5 separate regions of the Mus musculus genome follow, and all the other regions are linked to region 1. A link is a contact called in public ChIA-PET, HiChIP or PLAC-seq and promoter capture Hi-C data. All regions are on one chromosome and are shown on one strand. The core of a region is the stretch at or near the end of the contact, and the rest is flanking DNA. Distances in the headings are between cores, read along the strand shown.

Evidence for each region. Promoter capture Hi-C pulls out the DNA fragments that hold promoters and counts their contacts. ChIA-PET counts read pairs in DNA pulled down with a chosen protein or histone mark. HiChIP or PLAC-seq counts read pairs in DNA pulled down with a chosen protein or histone mark.
Region 2: an HNF4G HiChIP or PLAC-seq map of pancreatic cancer cells shows a contact between it and region 1. The contact joins the enhancer-like site here to the promoter of Golga5 in region 1. A contact is called at or near these places in 8 of 39 promoter capture datasets (the 3T3-L1 cell line, the HPC-7 cell line, hematopoietic stem and progenitor cells and 4 more), 10 of 484 Hi-C or Micro-C datasets (the Ba/F3 cell line, the G1E-ER4 cell line, the HL-1 cell line and 5 more), 5 of 115 datasets of contacts at active chromatin or transcription factors (embryonic stem cells, extraembryonic endoderm stem cells, memory CD8 T cells and 2 more) and 2 of 9 other capture datasets (macrophages and pancreatic islet).
Region 3: a promoter capture Hi-C map of pre-B cells shows a contact between it and region 1, with 2.4 times the contacts expected there. The contact joins the enhancer-like site here to the promoter of Golga5 in region 1. A contact is called at or near these places in 3 of 39 promoter capture datasets (the C10 cell line, embryonic stem cells and pre-B cells), 1 of 484 Hi-C or Micro-C datasets (Th1 cells) and 3 of 9 other capture datasets (adipose tissue, liver and pancreatic islet).
Region 4: an RNA polymerase II ChIA-PET map of memory CD8 T cells shows a contact between it and region 1, with 113 read pairs. The contact joins the enhancer-like site here to the promoter of Golga5 in region 1. A contact is called at or near these places in 1 of 39 promoter capture datasets (pre-B cells), 4 of 484 Hi-C or Micro-C datasets (CD8 T cells, cortical neurons, group 2 innate lymphoid cells and 1 more), 4 of 115 datasets of contacts at active chromatin or transcription factors (effector CD8 T cells, memory CD8 T cells, microglia and 1 more) and 1 of 9 other capture datasets (liver).
Region 5: a contact with region 1 is called in an H3K27ac HiChIP or PLAC-seq map of extraembryonic endoderm stem cells. The contact joins the enhancer-like site here to the promoter of Golga5 in region 1. A contact is called at or near these places in 1 of 484 Hi-C or Micro-C datasets (cortical neurons), 4 of 115 datasets of contacts at active chromatin or transcription factors (bone marrow-derived dendritic cells, extraembryonic endoderm stem cells, memory CD8 T cells and 1 more) and 2 of 9 other capture datasets (adipose tissue and liver).

What each region holds. Positions count from the first base shown.
Region 1 is chr12:102,467,668-102,470,582 of GRCm38.p6, reverse strand. It overlaps Golga5 (golgi autoantigen, golgin subfamily a, 5), which reads right to left and starts at 1,449. Exons shown (of 13, transcript NM_001199004.1): 1 at 1,220-1,449. It overlaps Gm30198 (a long non-coding RNA gene), which reads right to left. Exons shown (of 3, transcript XR_381856.1): 3 at 2,707-2,915.
Region 2 is chr12:102,260,621-102,263,535 of GRCm38.p6, reverse strand. All of the region lies in intron 14 of Slc24a4 (solute carrier family 24 (sodium/potassium/calcium exchanger), member 4), which reads right to left. Among named protein-coding and RNA genes, the nearest start is that of Gm25203, 8.4 kb to the right of the region's middle. Within about 2 kb of position 1,520, at least 66 of the 459 cell types and tissues checked have an H3K27ac peak or open chromatin away from gene starts, as enhancers often do. A contact at or near this core is called in pancreatic cancer cells, where this site is marked.
Region 3 is chr12:102,644,923-102,647,837 of GRCm38.p6, reverse strand. The region is part of intron 2 of Itpk1 (inositol 1,3,4-triphosphate 5/6 kinase); the gene reads left to right. Among named protein-coding and RNA genes, the nearest start is that of Mir1936, 39 kb to the left of the region's middle. Within about 2 kb of position 1,402, at least 124 of the 459 cell types and tissues checked have an H3K27ac peak or open chromatin away from gene starts, as enhancers often do. A contact at or near this core is called in Th1 cells, adipose tissue and pre-B cells, where this site is marked.
Region 4 is chr12:102,307,170-102,310,084 of GRCm38.p6, reverse strand. The region is part of intron 1 of Rin3 (Ras and Rab interactor 3); the gene reads right to left. Among named protein-coding and RNA genes, the nearest start is that of Rin3, 26 kb to the right of the region's middle. Within about 2 kb of position 1,409, at least 102 of the 459 cell types and tissues checked have an H3K27ac peak or open chromatin away from gene starts, as enhancers often do. A contact at or near this core is called in CD8 T cells, effector CD8 T cells, group 2 innate lymphoid cells and 3 more, where this site is marked.
Region 5 is chr12:102,326,845-102,329,759 of GRCm38.p6, reverse strand. All of the region lies in intron 3 of Rin3 (Ras and Rab interactor 3), which reads right to left. Among named protein-coding and RNA genes, the nearest start is that of Rin3, 45 kb to the right of the region's middle. Within about 2 kb of position 1,484, at least 30 of the 459 cell types and tissues checked have an H3K27ac peak or open chromatin away from gene starts, as enhancers often do. A contact at or near this core is called in extraembryonic endoderm stem cells and trophoblast stem cells, where this site is marked.

The DNA of each region.
Region 1 (2,915 bases), core at 200-2,699:
ACTTCCAGGTGCCAAAGTCAAGGCCACGAAGTAAAATTAACCTTTAAGCTGTAGAATGAAGTAAACTACAAAGTCAACAGTGTTGGTTGAATGTGGTCAGTGTCCCTTTGGCTTGGAACTATTAGATCTTGGGCTTTCTTCACTAAATTGGCATCAGAGTTGTCTTTCCTTCCCTTCTATGCTAGGTCTTTTTATTCTGTGTGCATGCCCTTCTTTTGCCTTACACTGCTTCAGGTTGTTGCAACTGTTGTTTTAAAACATGTCTCTCCCTGCTGGGGAAGGGGGAGTGGGTGGATACACACAATGCCTGGTTTGCTCAATGATAAATTCCAATTCTAGCCCACACACAGGCACTCCTAGAAACACTACTGAAGTAATTCATCCTTATATGTCAAGTGTTGTGCAAACACTATCACTAAAAATAATATAATATAAAAATAAAATAATAAAAATAATATAGTAACATAATGCTCAGCTACATTATATGGCAAACTGTAAAGTCCTTTAGAAACAAATAAAGATGGATATGGCTTAGAAAGATCCTGGAACTTCGATGGCACCTCAGACACTGGAATCTAGGTCAACCTAGAGGTAAACCCACCTTTTAACCTCTCCGCTCTAACCTCGTCGGAAGTTAACTGTTTCAACACACTCTTTAGGAAACCCATTTAAGTGTGTATTTCAATTTATGAGAAACCAAATGAAAAAGGAATGTAACATGCCTTCTGACTTATAAAACGTTACACAAGCTCGATGTAAAAATTAGTGATGAGCGAGAGAAAAGTAGCTCTCCTAATAAAAAAAAGCCTGAAGACAATTAATGTCTTGCCTCCCATCTGAAAGTTAACGGGGCTTTAAAACATATCTTTCACGTGGATCGTAGACACTAAACCTGAGCTCTTATCTCAGTGACAGACTCCAAGAGGGGACTTCCCGTGGTGCAAAGCCACCGGGAAGGTCAGATGTCACACAGAGGCGGGGGTCAGGGGTCAGGCCCGGCGGTGTGACCACGGGTCCCCGAGAGGCGAGAACACATCGTACTGGGTCCCCAGAGCAGAGTCGGGGTGGAGGGCGGGTCAGCCTCGGTATCCGGAGGCTACGGGGCTCTGGCATCCCCTTCCTTGTCCCTGAGCGAAGACGAGCACGACAGCGCTCGGGAAAGGCGGAGACCGGGTCCCGCAGGCCAAGCCGTCCCGCCCGCGGCCTGGTCGCGCCTCACCTGAGGACGCCGAGCGGCAGCACCGCGGCCTCGTCGCCCGCCCGGGCCGCCACAGCAGCCCGCTGCTCCCGGACCTGCCGGCTAGCTCTTCCGGGAGACGTGGAAGGGCGGCGAGGACCTCAAAACAGAGTGGCCAACGAGCTGCCTGAGTGGCCGGAAGCTGAGCGCCGCCGGCCGCCTAGCAGGTCACTCAGGCGGCGGCGCCGGCGGCCGCGGGGCCCTAGCGCCAGGCCACGCCCCCTTCCGTCTGCCGCCGAACCGGGTGCCGCGCCAGCGTGCGTGTGACGTAACGCCGCCGGCACGCGGCCTCCACAACATTGCGGAGCACGCCCACAACGGGGGGCAGGGTCCCGAGCACCACAGGGGCGGGCCCAAGCCAAACTGGGCGGGGCATGAGCCGGCCCAGGCCTCTGAGCTCCTCCTCCCTTTCAAAAGTTTTACACGTGAGGATTTCGAGGCAGAGACTGGAACTGTCTAATCCCTGGGCCTGTGGGATGGTTCAGTAAATAGAGTACATAGATAAATAGCCAGGACTAACGGCCTGAGTTCTGAGTTCTGAGTTCATTCACAAAGCACACACACACACACACACACACACACACACACACACAAATTAAAAATACAAGGGCTGTGGAACAACATTATGAACTAACAGTACCCCGGAGCTCTTGACTCTAGCTGCATATGTATCAAAAGATGGCCTAGTCGGCCATCACTGGAAAGAGAGGCCCATTGGACTTGCAAACTTTATATGCCCAGTACAAGGGAACGCCAGGGCCAAAAAGTGGGAGTGGGTGGGAGGGTATGGGGGACTTTTTGGGATAGCATTGGAAATGTAAATGAGAAAAATACCTAATTTTAAAAAAACTGGGAAAGGGGATAACATTTGAAATGTAAACAAAAAAAATATCCAATTAAAAAAAAAATACAAGGGCTGGAGAGGTGGCTCAGTGGTTAAGAGCACTGGCTGCTTGCTCTTCCAGAGGTCCTGAGGTCAATGGCTCACAACCAACTGTAATGGGATGGGATCTGGTGCCCTCTCCTGGTGTGCCTGAGGGCAGCTACAGTGTACTCATATAAATGAAATAAATCTTTAAAAGAAAAAAAGAATACAATTTAAAGGGATGGGGTGAAGAACTCGGGAAGGGGGGACCAGTAAGGGGGGCAACATTTGGAATGTAAATACATAAAATAGTATAAGAAAAAAAATAAAAGAATACAATTTTTTAAAAAGAACCTGCTTTCAAGTGACAGAGATGGATTTTGCCTAAACTAATGAATCAACAATAGTTCAGAGCCTTTTGTAAACCAAGAGAAACAGGGAGAAGTATCCCGAGGTAGGAAAATAAGTCAGTTTGTGAGGGTTCCTTGTAGAAAAGATAACTTGAACTGAGACTATTATTCAATAGTGCTATAGTTATATTTTGCATACAGCTCACAGACTTTTTGAAATGGGTTTTTAAAAAGAAAATCTGTGTTCAATAATTCACTGAAGGCTACATCTACTGGGTAAACAGGACCAGGCTAATTTCGCCAACTGAAAAGCCTATGGTAAATTCTCAAGTAAGTGCGTTTGGGCATTGAGGAAACTAAGACTCAGAGATGTTAAATAATCTGGTTCCAATATTATCTGTCCTTAAAAGGGAGGTGTCCATCTCACTCCAAAGTCTGTGCCCCTAGACTCAAATTTTTATTG
Region 2 (2,915 bases), core at 271-2,770, 210 kb after region 1:
CCTTTCTCTTTCCAGACAGAGGCTATTGTTCAATCCCCTTCTTGCCCCACTGTCCAAGACCTTGTTGATCACACAGCCAAGGCACTTCCTCTCTTGAAGAACTAGAACAACTTTAAGAAAAGAGTTGGCAGAACTCTGATGTTGTAACCTGGCACCCACAAATGTGAGCAGAAGGCCCAACCTTGGAACACAAGTGTCTACAAACATAACATCACTTAGGTAGCTGTGACACTCATCAGAAGCCCATTCAGCATCCAGACCTGTATCTTCACCATCCTCCTGTGAGCCAGACCTCCCCTCCTGTGTTCTCATTGCTGTTCTCTGATGACCCCCAACCCCAGTGCATGCCTCTTCCTTCCTGGTGTGAAAAATTTTAGAATCTTGGCAGCTTAGGGCTCTGAGGTCTGGACTCTGGTCTAGCAGGCTCCCAGCCTCAGGTCCCATGAAGGAATGTGCTTGGGACCAACTCCTTGTACCTGGTGAGGATAGGCTAAAGATGTTGGAATTTGGAGAGGAGGGGTTGAGTGCTTCTCAGGGCAACTGTCAGAGCTGCACAGGTAGCCGGGAAGATAAGTAACTCTTTGAGGAGCCTTGGAAAGTGTGAGTCACACCTTAAGGAGTGCACATGTCACCTGGGGTTTCTGTAAGAAGCAGGTGCTGACTGAGCATGGCTGTGTAGGATCTGCGGGTTTGGATATGTCATTGGGGGTGCCCCAGTCAATACCTGCCAGGCTTTGCCTGTAGGGAGCCCTATGGAGGTTGGTGCAGATGCTCCTGTCAGAGCACCTTTGTGATTCCCTGCTTCACACAGTTGACTCTGAATGGGGCTCCGAACCCTTTGTCATAGAGACCCTTCTACTCTGACCATGTGGACTGGGTTCTGTCGATCACATCACTATTAACTTAGGACAGCTTGGCACCCCAAGCCTCAGCCTCACACACATTTCTTCCACTGTAGCTACTGTGCAACAGTTTCCTGCTATAGAACCCTGCTTATCCCTGTTCCTAAATGAGACCCTTCATTGAGCCCATTGGGACCTTGAGGCGTCTAGAATTGCAATACTTCCTGCTTGTGTCTAAGGAAAACATCCTTTTGCCTTGTCTTCCCTTAGCTCCACTCAGGGGAGACTTTGTTACCTTTGTGCTGTGGACTATGTGAGACTGACTTCCCCTAGGCTCATGTGACTGAATGTCTGAGAGGCCCCCGTGACCCTCAGTTTTCTTCTCACTCGATGTATTGTGCAAGGAGCTGTCCCTACCCTGCCTCTAATTCATGACCTCCCAGATCCTCTGGCTGTGACTGGGTTTAGAATTTTTACAGATGCCAATAAATAAAGTTATACTGAAGTAAGTGGGCTCTAATCCAGCTGTTCTTGTAAGCAGGAAATGTGGCTGCAGATACACAGAGGGACACACAGCCCATAACAGCAGAAACAGAGCCCACAGCGGGACACAGCTACAGGCCAAGCGAGTCAGAGAGGTGTGGTTCACACGGAATCGAGTAGGAATGTGAAGAGTGCATAGGCCCCACAGGCCCTGGGGCCCTGGCGTCAAACTTCCGGTAAGGTAAGTTCAATTGTGTGGAGCTGTCCTGGAAAGGGCAAAGGTCACCCAAGTAAATTCCATTCCCCTCAGCTGCTGCTTCCAGTGACCTCTAATTCTGTCAGGCACTTGCCTACCTACTCTCCCTACATGCTCTCACACTGCCTTCTCTTCAGGTCTTCTCAGCCTTTGAATCTCTTGGAGAAATGTGCCTTAATTTGCAGAGCCAACTCTTCTCCCTGGCACTGCCCTCTCCAGCCTCCATCTTGTTCCACCTGGGTCACTTCCTAAACCCCAAAGAAAGCCCATACGCAAAGCAAAACACTTCACATCTTCTAGAATTCAGGAGAACAGACAGAGCCAGTGTCTGGGAGTCCTACGATGCCTGCCTGAGTCAGACATGGCTCTCATATGTTATGGCTTGGACCTACAATGTTTCCATCAGCCTCATGTTCTGAGCACTTGTTCCTCAGATGGAGGAACCTGTTCCTTAGATGCATTGTGGAGCCGCTGGGAAGTGGAACCTAAGTTTTGACACTGGGTCACCACTTCCAGCCTCTGGTTCCCGATCCACCGCCATGTGGATACTCATTACCACCCATGCCCAATGCCACATTGTGTGCCCTGCAGTTTCTGCTGTGATGGGCTGAGCTCTCTGGAAACCACGAGCAAAGATAAAGCTGTCTTCTTTTATGTATTGTGGAGTAATTTGGTCGCAGCAGAACAAAAGTAACTAAAGCATATAATCAGTCATTTGCTGTATGACTTCTAGGTGGAGGCTCTGTCCCGTCCCACACTGTAACCTCAGGACATGTCTCCTTTAAAACAACCACATAGGAAAGCACTTTGAAAGATCTAAGGGAGTCCATCTCAGTATTTGTCAGAGTATAGCTTTTTCTTCTGGGCATACCAAGACCATCCCATATCCATCAAGGAGCAGAGATAACCTCAGCCCTGTAGTCATGGCGACGAAATGAGTGCAGTACATTGACAGAGGGGCCTGTGGTGAAGGGGGTGGGGGTGGAGTGGGGAGACTATTGACTTCTCAAGCAGGAGAGGGATGAAGATCATCAGACCTTTACCTGAGAGTCTACCTACTACTCCCTCCTGCCTCCAAGTAGCACAAAAGCCTATTGGCTCTAGCATCCTCTTGCCCACCAGGGCCTGTGCAGCTAGGATGCAGGAGGGAGTTGTGGGTGGGCTTCTTGATGCAGCTCTCACAAGGTCATCGTCCATGGTGGGGTGGGACTCATAGCAATGCAGGGAGGTTTGGGGGTTACCCATATTCCTGTAAGTGGCTCCTCCACACCCCCCCTCCCCCATGCTGGAAGTAAAGCCAGTAAACTCCCTGGTTCCCCAAGCTAGAGTTGGAT
Region 3 (2,915 bases), core at 153-2,652, 180 kb before region 1:
TTGAGTGGGTGAGAACATTTTTAGGAGGAAGGGTATTTTGTCAGGTCTTACCCAAGGTGGGCTTTTTTTTTTTTTTTTTTTTTTTGCCCAAGATGGAGACTAGATTCTGAAGTTAGTTCTGAAACAGCAAAAAACATCTGAACTAGAGGGTCTAAGTCCTACCTTTAGTTTTGGTCCTCTGACCCAGTTCGCTGACCACATGTAGGCAGAGACCCTGGTGCTTTCGTGGTTTGAGCGTTACGGTGTCTACTCTGCTTTTCTGTGTCCTGTGTTCTAGCCTTTGGTTGCAGAGCCTTGTGGGACAGTCATGGGGAACTCAGGCCCTCTTGTCCTCAGCAGAGTCCCCTGGGGGCCTCAAGGGAGCTGAATTAAAAGGCCTCACTGACTTGGCCCTGTGGCTTCCTGGCTGGCCACCTGGTCCAGCACTCAGTGGGACTATGGAGGCTGAGCATTAAAAACTAACTGGCAAAGCCTTGAGGTTTGACCAGAGAGGAACCTGGTCCCTCCCTGTTTACCTTTGGGTAGAGATGCTATGCTGTCTGTGCATGACTAGCGAGGCCATGATGCCTGGCGGGCTTCCGTTGGACTTGGACTGTGAGCCTCTGGACGGTCAGCTTAGGCAAAGGTTCTAGGTGTGGGCTGTGAATTTAGGGCTCTGAAGTTAGGTAGATCTCACCAGGGTGGGTCTTTAAATGCTCCTGCCCTGGCCTAATGTGGGTGGATCTGGGGTTGGACTCTGGGTGCCAGTGTCAAGAGTCAACTGCTGAGGCTTCATGCTTAGCGGGGCTCTCTCCTGGCTGGACTGAGGACAGAGGCCGCACCCCTCTTCACACTCTGCAGAGCTGGCGTGCCTTAGGCAGCTCCTCCCCTCCTCTTCCTCCTTCCCTTTTCCTCCAGGATCTACAGCCCCCAGATGGTGGCTCAGTCACTTAATACTGTGAATGACCCCAGGTGGCTCTGGGTCCAGTGTTTGCAGGGCCCTATGACTCCAGCCCCAGAGTCTGTCCGATGTCAGTCCTTCTGCAGGCACTCAGCTTTGATGGCCAGGGTTTTGAGTTTTTATGCTGGCTTTCTCAGTAATTACCAACCTTACTTAGTCACTGCCCCCTTCCTTTTGGCTGGGCCTCAGCTTCCCCTTTCTGTGCAGAAGGGGTTGGACTATGACAGACTGGAAACTCAGATGGAGTCCTACCAAACGTTTTTTACATTTTTCTTTAAATTCATTGCCAGCAGGTGAACAAGTTGCTCTGTTCTTGCCCTTGCCAACTTCCTGGCCATGTCTGCTGTGGCCATTTCAAGTTGGTGTTCTCTGGGTCTTTTGAGGCTCCCCTGGAGCCTCTGGCTCTGACTTCCAGAGAGGCAGCAGAAGAGGGAAGTGGGGGCTGATTACTCCCCACAGTGCCTGTAGCTGAGGATCTGGGATTGACAGAGGCGGCTTTTCATTTGACGGATACTTGGGTGTGGGCATGAGTATGGGTTAGCAGACTTGGCGGCTAGAAATACCTAAGGAGCAGAGCTGCAACCAGGATGGTAGTAGCAAGGTGCATGTTGGGGCCACTGAGAGAGGAAGAAGAACTAGCAAGCAATGCAACAAGAACTTTGATCAAGTTCCCTGCAGGGCTCAGTCATGACACCAGCTCTCTGCTGTGGGGTCAAGAGAGGCTGTGGCTTAGGGTGCCCCCTGGAACTTCTTCTGCACACTTCTGTGGCTTGGACCCCGCTTCATCAGCCCTTCAGCCCTGTGGTTCGTTGGTCACAGATGGCAGATTTCCATTGAGCCCCAGATGGGACTTACCGCCTACTGCTTAGTTGAGGCTGCCCAGGTGTGGGCACACACACAGTCCATGTGTGGGCACATCCTTCTGGTGCCCTTTGTTCATCTGGGAGGGGGCATTTTGCACCCAGATATCATTCCCTGTGTGCCAGATGTACATGGATTTCCTATTGAAAGTTGCCCCTAAATGAGAAAGTGGTCAGTGGAATGACTGTGTGGGTGTTGGGAGTTTTAGAGTAGTCAGAAGAGTAAGCACAGACCCTTTTTGTGCATACTGGGGTAGATTTGCAACCTTGCACCCCAATTGTATGATCTACTGAGCCCCTGTTTCACGCACGCCTTTGTGTTCTTAATTCACCTGTGGCCCACTCGGTCATCCTAGGTCAATATTTAAGCTGATGCCAAGACGCTTCAGAAAGGTTTCCCTCAAAATGTAGGCTTCGGTGGGAAGCTAGCCATGGAATGCATGAGAGTTTGCACTTGAAGTCAAATCTGAGAGAGCACTGAAGTTCTGTTCCTCCCAGGGGAAAGGAGACCCTGCTGTGACCACCAGCTCCTGCCTCTGTTCCTGAGCCCCAGTGGGAGATGGAGAAGGCACCGGTCTGAGTTTGGATTTTTGCCTCCATGCTGTCAGGGCCCAGCTCGTCTTGTTTCTGTTCCTAGCCTTGTCTCTCTCTTGTCCTGTCCAGTGTGTGTGTGTGTGTGTGTGTGTGTGTGTGTGTGTGTGTGTGTGTGTGTTTTATATTAACTTCTTACAAAATGGTGAGACTGCACGACTGCACACAGGGGACCTGAAAATGAGCGTCCCTGTAGTATCAGGTCACCCGGGCATCTAGGTTGGAATTGCTTGGCTGGGAGGAAGAGGGCCTGTGTTTGTTACTAGCCACAGATGAACAGAAAGTGACTGGGAGTAGCAGAGTAGAAAAGGGTGTCTGTTTTTTGTTGCCTGTGTTTGAAGCTTGGGTTGTTACTGTGAGATCCAGGACAAGTATTTGCATTCTTAGAAGGTTAAATCCTTAACTGGGGAAATGACTAACTAGCCCTACTATTGTATTGGGTGTTATAAAGAGAGAGAAATTTTTTTTTTATTTTATTCTAATTTTTTTGAGACAGGGTTTTTCTGTGAGGCCCTGGCTGTCCT
Region 4 (2,915 bases), core at 160-2,659, 160 kb after region 1:
GATGAAGAGGCTGGGCTCCCTACAACAAGGCAACAGCTAGCAATAAGGAGGTCTACTGATGAGTAACCACGTGGATGAATCACAAAATCCCACGCTGAATCAAAGCCCCAGGGCAGAGAAAACAGTTTGCATGAATCAATGTGAAGTTCAGATGGTGTCTATTTACATATGCCTGTTTGTTTACTTGGCTTCTGCATCCATTTTATACTAAAGCGGTCATGAACAGTCATCGAATACTGAACTCTGTAGTTAACAACCCACGTGCTGACATATTCGGGGAGGTCTAGGATTTTCTCTGGAACGCACAAAGATAAAGTGAACTTAGGATGAATGAAGGCAGGCAGCAATGCAAACAAAGAACATTAAGGGTAAATGGTGGATATGACTGTTCACTGCAAAGCCTACTTCCTCAGTGTGCTTTACATTTAATTTCATTGTTTAGGAAACCGTCTAAGATAAAGTTCTTCGCATCCCATGTGGCCTGTCCAGATAGAGCCTACTTGCCCGGATCTGAATACAGGCTGTGTGACTTCAGTCACTTCTCCGGGCTTCAGTTTAATTATTTTTTTTTTTTTTAAGTCTTTGTTGCACAGGATTACCGTGCCAGTCTGATGCGGTGACTGTTGAGGATTTAGCACTCTGCCTACCTGTAACTCAACAGAGCTAGCTCTTGTGTAAGAACTTATTTACCCCTCAGCTCTCTTCCTGCTACAACCCCCACTCTCACCTCACTGTGTAGATTTGATATGAGGACTCAGCACATCCAATTGCAGTGAATGGTGCTCACATCTGTGATTCTATCTTGCATCCGAGACACCTGGTCGTGGTGGCAACCCATGAGATCAAGAGCATTAGAGATGTGTAGCCTGATGTGAACGCGGCTGCCAGGAGAATCCAATTTTCTTGACCATGTGACATACCACAAGGAGGATGCTTTTCATGCCCCTAAACACAGCTGGTGGATGAATAGGCAAGGGCAGCATGGTGGACACACCTGGCAGTGACAAGCACCATGGACCAATCAAATGTGGGCTTCAAAGATGCTTTCCAGGAAAGTCAGCTCCTTGAGGTCCCTCTAGGTCCACTCTGAGAGTAAACACGACAGAGGCTGGCTCTGAGCCCTTAGGGTGATGGGTGTTTTTGGCCTAGAGAACTGTGTATGAGGTCATAGGCCTTGTCTCCAGGCAAGATATAGAAGGCAGAGACGCCAAGGCCTTGGAAAGATGTGGATTTCATACTATGTGAGAAGAGGTCAGAGACAGAAGGGGCAAAGCTTCCTGGCATCCGCCTGCCATGACCAAGCTAAAGAGAGGCAGGGAACTCAGAAAAACTGAGCTCTCAACAGTCCACAGGAAACAGGCAGGAGGTGTGATCTCTGACTTGCCGCGTGACGAGCGGGCCCTCTCTGAGCTTTGCCTGTGGCTGTAACTCCTGCTGTCAGTGATGGTCGCTGAGCCCTCTTGGCTCTGTGCCTGTCATCTGTTTGGAAGAGCAGAGACTCTGACGCCCACGCTCTCCCTCCTGACAGCAGATGCTGAGACTGCCGTACCCTGAAATCTTTGATTGTAGATAAAGAAGCAAGCAGGCGTGACATGTGACAGAGACGGGCCGTCGTGAACGGAGTTGACAGTGTAAAAGATCTAGGCCAGGAGTTATGGAGGAGCTCTGCCACAAACAGAAGCCCTCCAAGACAGATATCCTTCGGTTCGTGGTGCAAGCACTGGCTCTGGGGGCCCCCAGTCGTCCCCTCTCACAGCTGTCTAGAGACACTCTATTGCCTCCGTGTGCCTGTGGTCAGCTGCCCAAGGAGTCCACAGTGTCCCTTGGCACCAGATTCCCTGGGATGTTTTGAACAGCTCTGCAAGGAAGGAGGGAGCTGCCTCCAGGGACAGTGAGCAAGGTCTGGGAGCTGCCCCAGGCCTCACGAACCTCAATGGGAAGGTGGCAGAAACACTATTGGGGGTCAGAGCAGTCAGGAGACAGAATGGGGCTCTGGCTGGCTGCCACCCACTAGAGAGAGTGCAGAAGTTTCCTGGCCCAGAGCCAGAGGCTTTGGCTGCTTGGTGAGCTCCGTGGAGCTTTACTGGGAGAACTGAGACCTCTTGTGTAGATCCGGACAGGACCCTAGACGGTTTGAGAGATGGGAAAGCCATGCCACCTCATCCCACCATGCTGAGTCAGGGAAGGCCCAGACCCTCTGCACAAGGCTCCGAGGGAACAGAGAAGGCAGGACGAGCTTCACAGAGGCCGTGTGAGCTCCGCCACTCTCACACCTGTACTCTGCCCCTTCCCAAAATTGAGTCAATGAAATGGCTCAGTGAGTCAAAGGGCTTGCTGCCAAGCCTGAAGAACTGTGTTTGGATCTCAAGACCCATAGGATGGAGGGAAAGAAATGATTCTTACAACTTGTCCTCTGACTTCCACGCATACATCCCCTTTCCACATTTGCATACTTGTAGTAGCTGGCAAAGAAAATTCGATAATCTTTTTTTTTTTCCTCCAGTCTTATTTGGGACCAGATATAGAGATATATACATAAACACAAGGAATAGCTTCCAGACAGCCATGCAAGGAATCATTATAGACAGTTCTGAGATGTTCAGGGAGTGGGGGTGACTCAAATCATTATAATGATTACACCTTGCTTCTATGATGAAAATTATCTTCAATCAACAGATTTCTCATCTGTTCCATGGAGCTGGTGAAGCCTGGCTCGTGGGAACATCCATGTAGGCCTTACTAGGTAATAATGTTGGTGGTCACTTTGCTAGCTCATCCCAACCGGATCCACCGCATTCCTCATGCCTCTGTGTCTCCCTTACTGTGAAGCAAAACAGGCAGAAGCTAAGAGGACCGTTCCTCAGGCAAGGACCTGGGGGGACGTGCCCTGGGAATGGAGGTGGTGGCCATTCACA
Region 5 (2,915 bases), core at 235-2,734, 140 kb after region 1:
ATTTCTGAGTAGTCTGGTTTGACCATCTCGGCAGAAATGAAGATTTTTTTTTTTTCCCCTCAGGAGACACTCATGTCCCTTCTCTGGGCTATCACACAATTGAAGTAGTGAATTCTCAGCTAGGACGAGGAGAAGCCTGGGGCCCTGCAGCCAGCTAGAGGAGGATTTATTTCCTGGAAAGAGAGTTCACAGATTTCTGATAACTTGTCAGACAACCTTGCAGGACACACTGGGGTCCAGACAGTGACATGTTGGGCAGAGGGCCATGCCTCCGTCAAGATGGCTTAGTTACGCATGCCTCGTACCCTCCACTTAACCTAAACCCCATCTCAGCATCCCGAAGATGGACTTGTGGAGGATGGTCGCTGGATCTCTCAAGTTGTTCGTCTTCCCACAGCGAGGAGCTCTCCTTTCTCATCCTTACATCATTACGCATCTGCTTCATTTGCCTATTGAGGACAGGTGGCCAAGCCCAGCTCACAGTTCTGGTAATACACATCCATCCATCTTGACAAAACTTCACTCAGCTAAACTTTCACAGCTCCTGGACCTTCTCAGACACCCTTCATATACTGCCTGTTCTAGCAACGACCCCTCTAAGTGTGACAGGAACCTCCACCCTACCTGTCCGACCGTCATTTAGACCCAATCAGGCTTTTCTTGTTTCCCATCCCCTAGAAGAAGGGACAATCTGTCCATCTTCAGCCAGCATCCCATTAGATCTTTCATCCACCTTGCTATAAGTTCCCACCTGTGCAAGCTGAGTCGGGACTGGGCCGGTTCTGCACGTGAGAGCCCAATGGCTGCAATGTTTCTGAACTGAATCTGTCTTAACCCTGCTAACCACCATCTCACACTTACTTGCCTTCATAAGGCTCTGAATTGGAAGTGGGACATGAAATCAAACTCGTGCCCTGGTTTCCAAGGGCTGGGTTGTCTTTAAGGTGCAGAGGCCTAGATGTGATGCCCCAAAGGCAGCAGCCAGCCAGCAGAAAAGGCACATAGGACAAAGGAGCAGAGAAGAATTCCAGACAGCTCCAGGGCCAGCTCCAGTCTCGCCTCTCACCTCTAAAACCCTCAGGCACCCTGCCTTGATCCTGTACTTTCTCCACACGGCCCTGGGCATGCCCCCATCTGAGCAGTTTCCAATCCTAGAGCTAAAACTCACTCGCTCAAGGCATGTGGGTCCCTAAATGTACAGAGGAAACTAAGATGTGGCAGCCTAGTCCTGAAGTCATGACTCTCAGTAAGAGGCAGGGGGATCCCGAAATCCTAGCCCAGCAGTTTGTGCCTACTGGTCAACCTTCTCTTGGGGTCAAAAACACATCCAGCATCATGTGGCCCCAGAGACACCGTGAAGGTCACATTCTCCAGGCCATATGAAAAATGACCCAGGTTCTTGGGGAACAAGAGACAATCCAAACAACCCCACCCTTTCTGAGTCATCAAAGGACACAATGTACTTCAGTGGTTTGGAAAAACCGAAACACTCCCCATCCTCTTTGAGAACCCCACCCCCACCCTGACTCCACAGCCCTTTCCAGATCCACCTCTGTACTCTCATACTAGAGGGCGGGGCAACTCCCAGAATTCCTTAAAATCCTTCTGCTTGGGGCTGGAGAGATGGCTTTGTGGTGGAGAGCACTGGCTGCTCTTCCAGAGGAACCGGGTTCAATTCCCAGCAACCACACAGCAGCTCATACCTGTCTGTAACTCCAGTTCCAGGGCTTCTGACACCCTCACACGCAGGCAAAACACCAATACACATAAAAACAAGTTATATATTAAAAAATCCAGTGGGTCTGCTTCCCTGGGCACATAGTTCACTATATTTCACAGTGTCCCCTGCAGTTAGGTTTGGTCATGTGACAGAGTTCTAGCTAACAAAATATGGGTATAGGAGGTGCCTAGACTCTTTTTTCCAGTCTACACAGTTACCTTGGACCCAACCGTATAATATGGAGGTCACATGCTGAAGATAGCAGAACAGTGGGGTGCCTGCAGGGGGCCTAAGGGAGGCATAGCTGGCCTGTGCTTGGAAATTAGCTTCCTGCAGCTTTAAGTCATTTCTTGGTATTGAGGCAGTTGGCTGATTTCCACCTGGCACATCCCCCAGGACAGTAAAAGCCTTTTCGCTTCTGTCTCCTTATCTTACTTGATATCCTAAGAGGCAGGCGTTGTGTGTTCTTGCCATAGGATGCAGCACCTGTACTACCTAGGGATATACATTCTCGGTGCAGCCCTGGCTCTCCTGGCACTCACTCTGTGGACCAGGCTGGCCTTGAACTCAGAGATCTGCTTGCCTCTTCTTCCTGAGTGCAAGTATTAAAGGCATTTGATACCACTGCCTGGCTTGGGGCACAGGCGTTTTGTTCATGTGGTTTGAGTTACTGGAAAGACCTTCTCCCAGCAGGATGGGGACCTGCCCTACTTTCCTTTTGTAGAAAATCACCCTTTTATTGGACAAACACAAGCACCTTCACACATTCAGAGCCTAACCCTAAAGCCTTCTCCTCTTAGATACCCTCACACAGTAGATATTCTTTGATATTCTTCCCAGTTTAGGGAGGATCTGGACCTGCCCCACCTGACAGGTGCCCCCTGGCAGTAACAGCTGTCATACCACAGAACAAGTGATGCCTGTTAGCCCTGCTCTAGCATAGCCACCCTCTAGCCTGACTGAAAACCCCCTCACCCTAAGGCAAGGACTTCCTTCTTATTCATCTATGTAGGTTCTCAGTGTCTTGAAAAGCAGGCATCCAAGAGTACTTACTGTCATTCTGCTGTTGACCTAGGGTGATAAGCCTCAGGGAACACCCTGGAATTGTTTCTCTGGGTGTGAGCTCATGCCTGGAATAGCCTATGGATTCTTGTCACAGGCTTCTTAGATTTCCAAATCTAACCCGTGAACACAT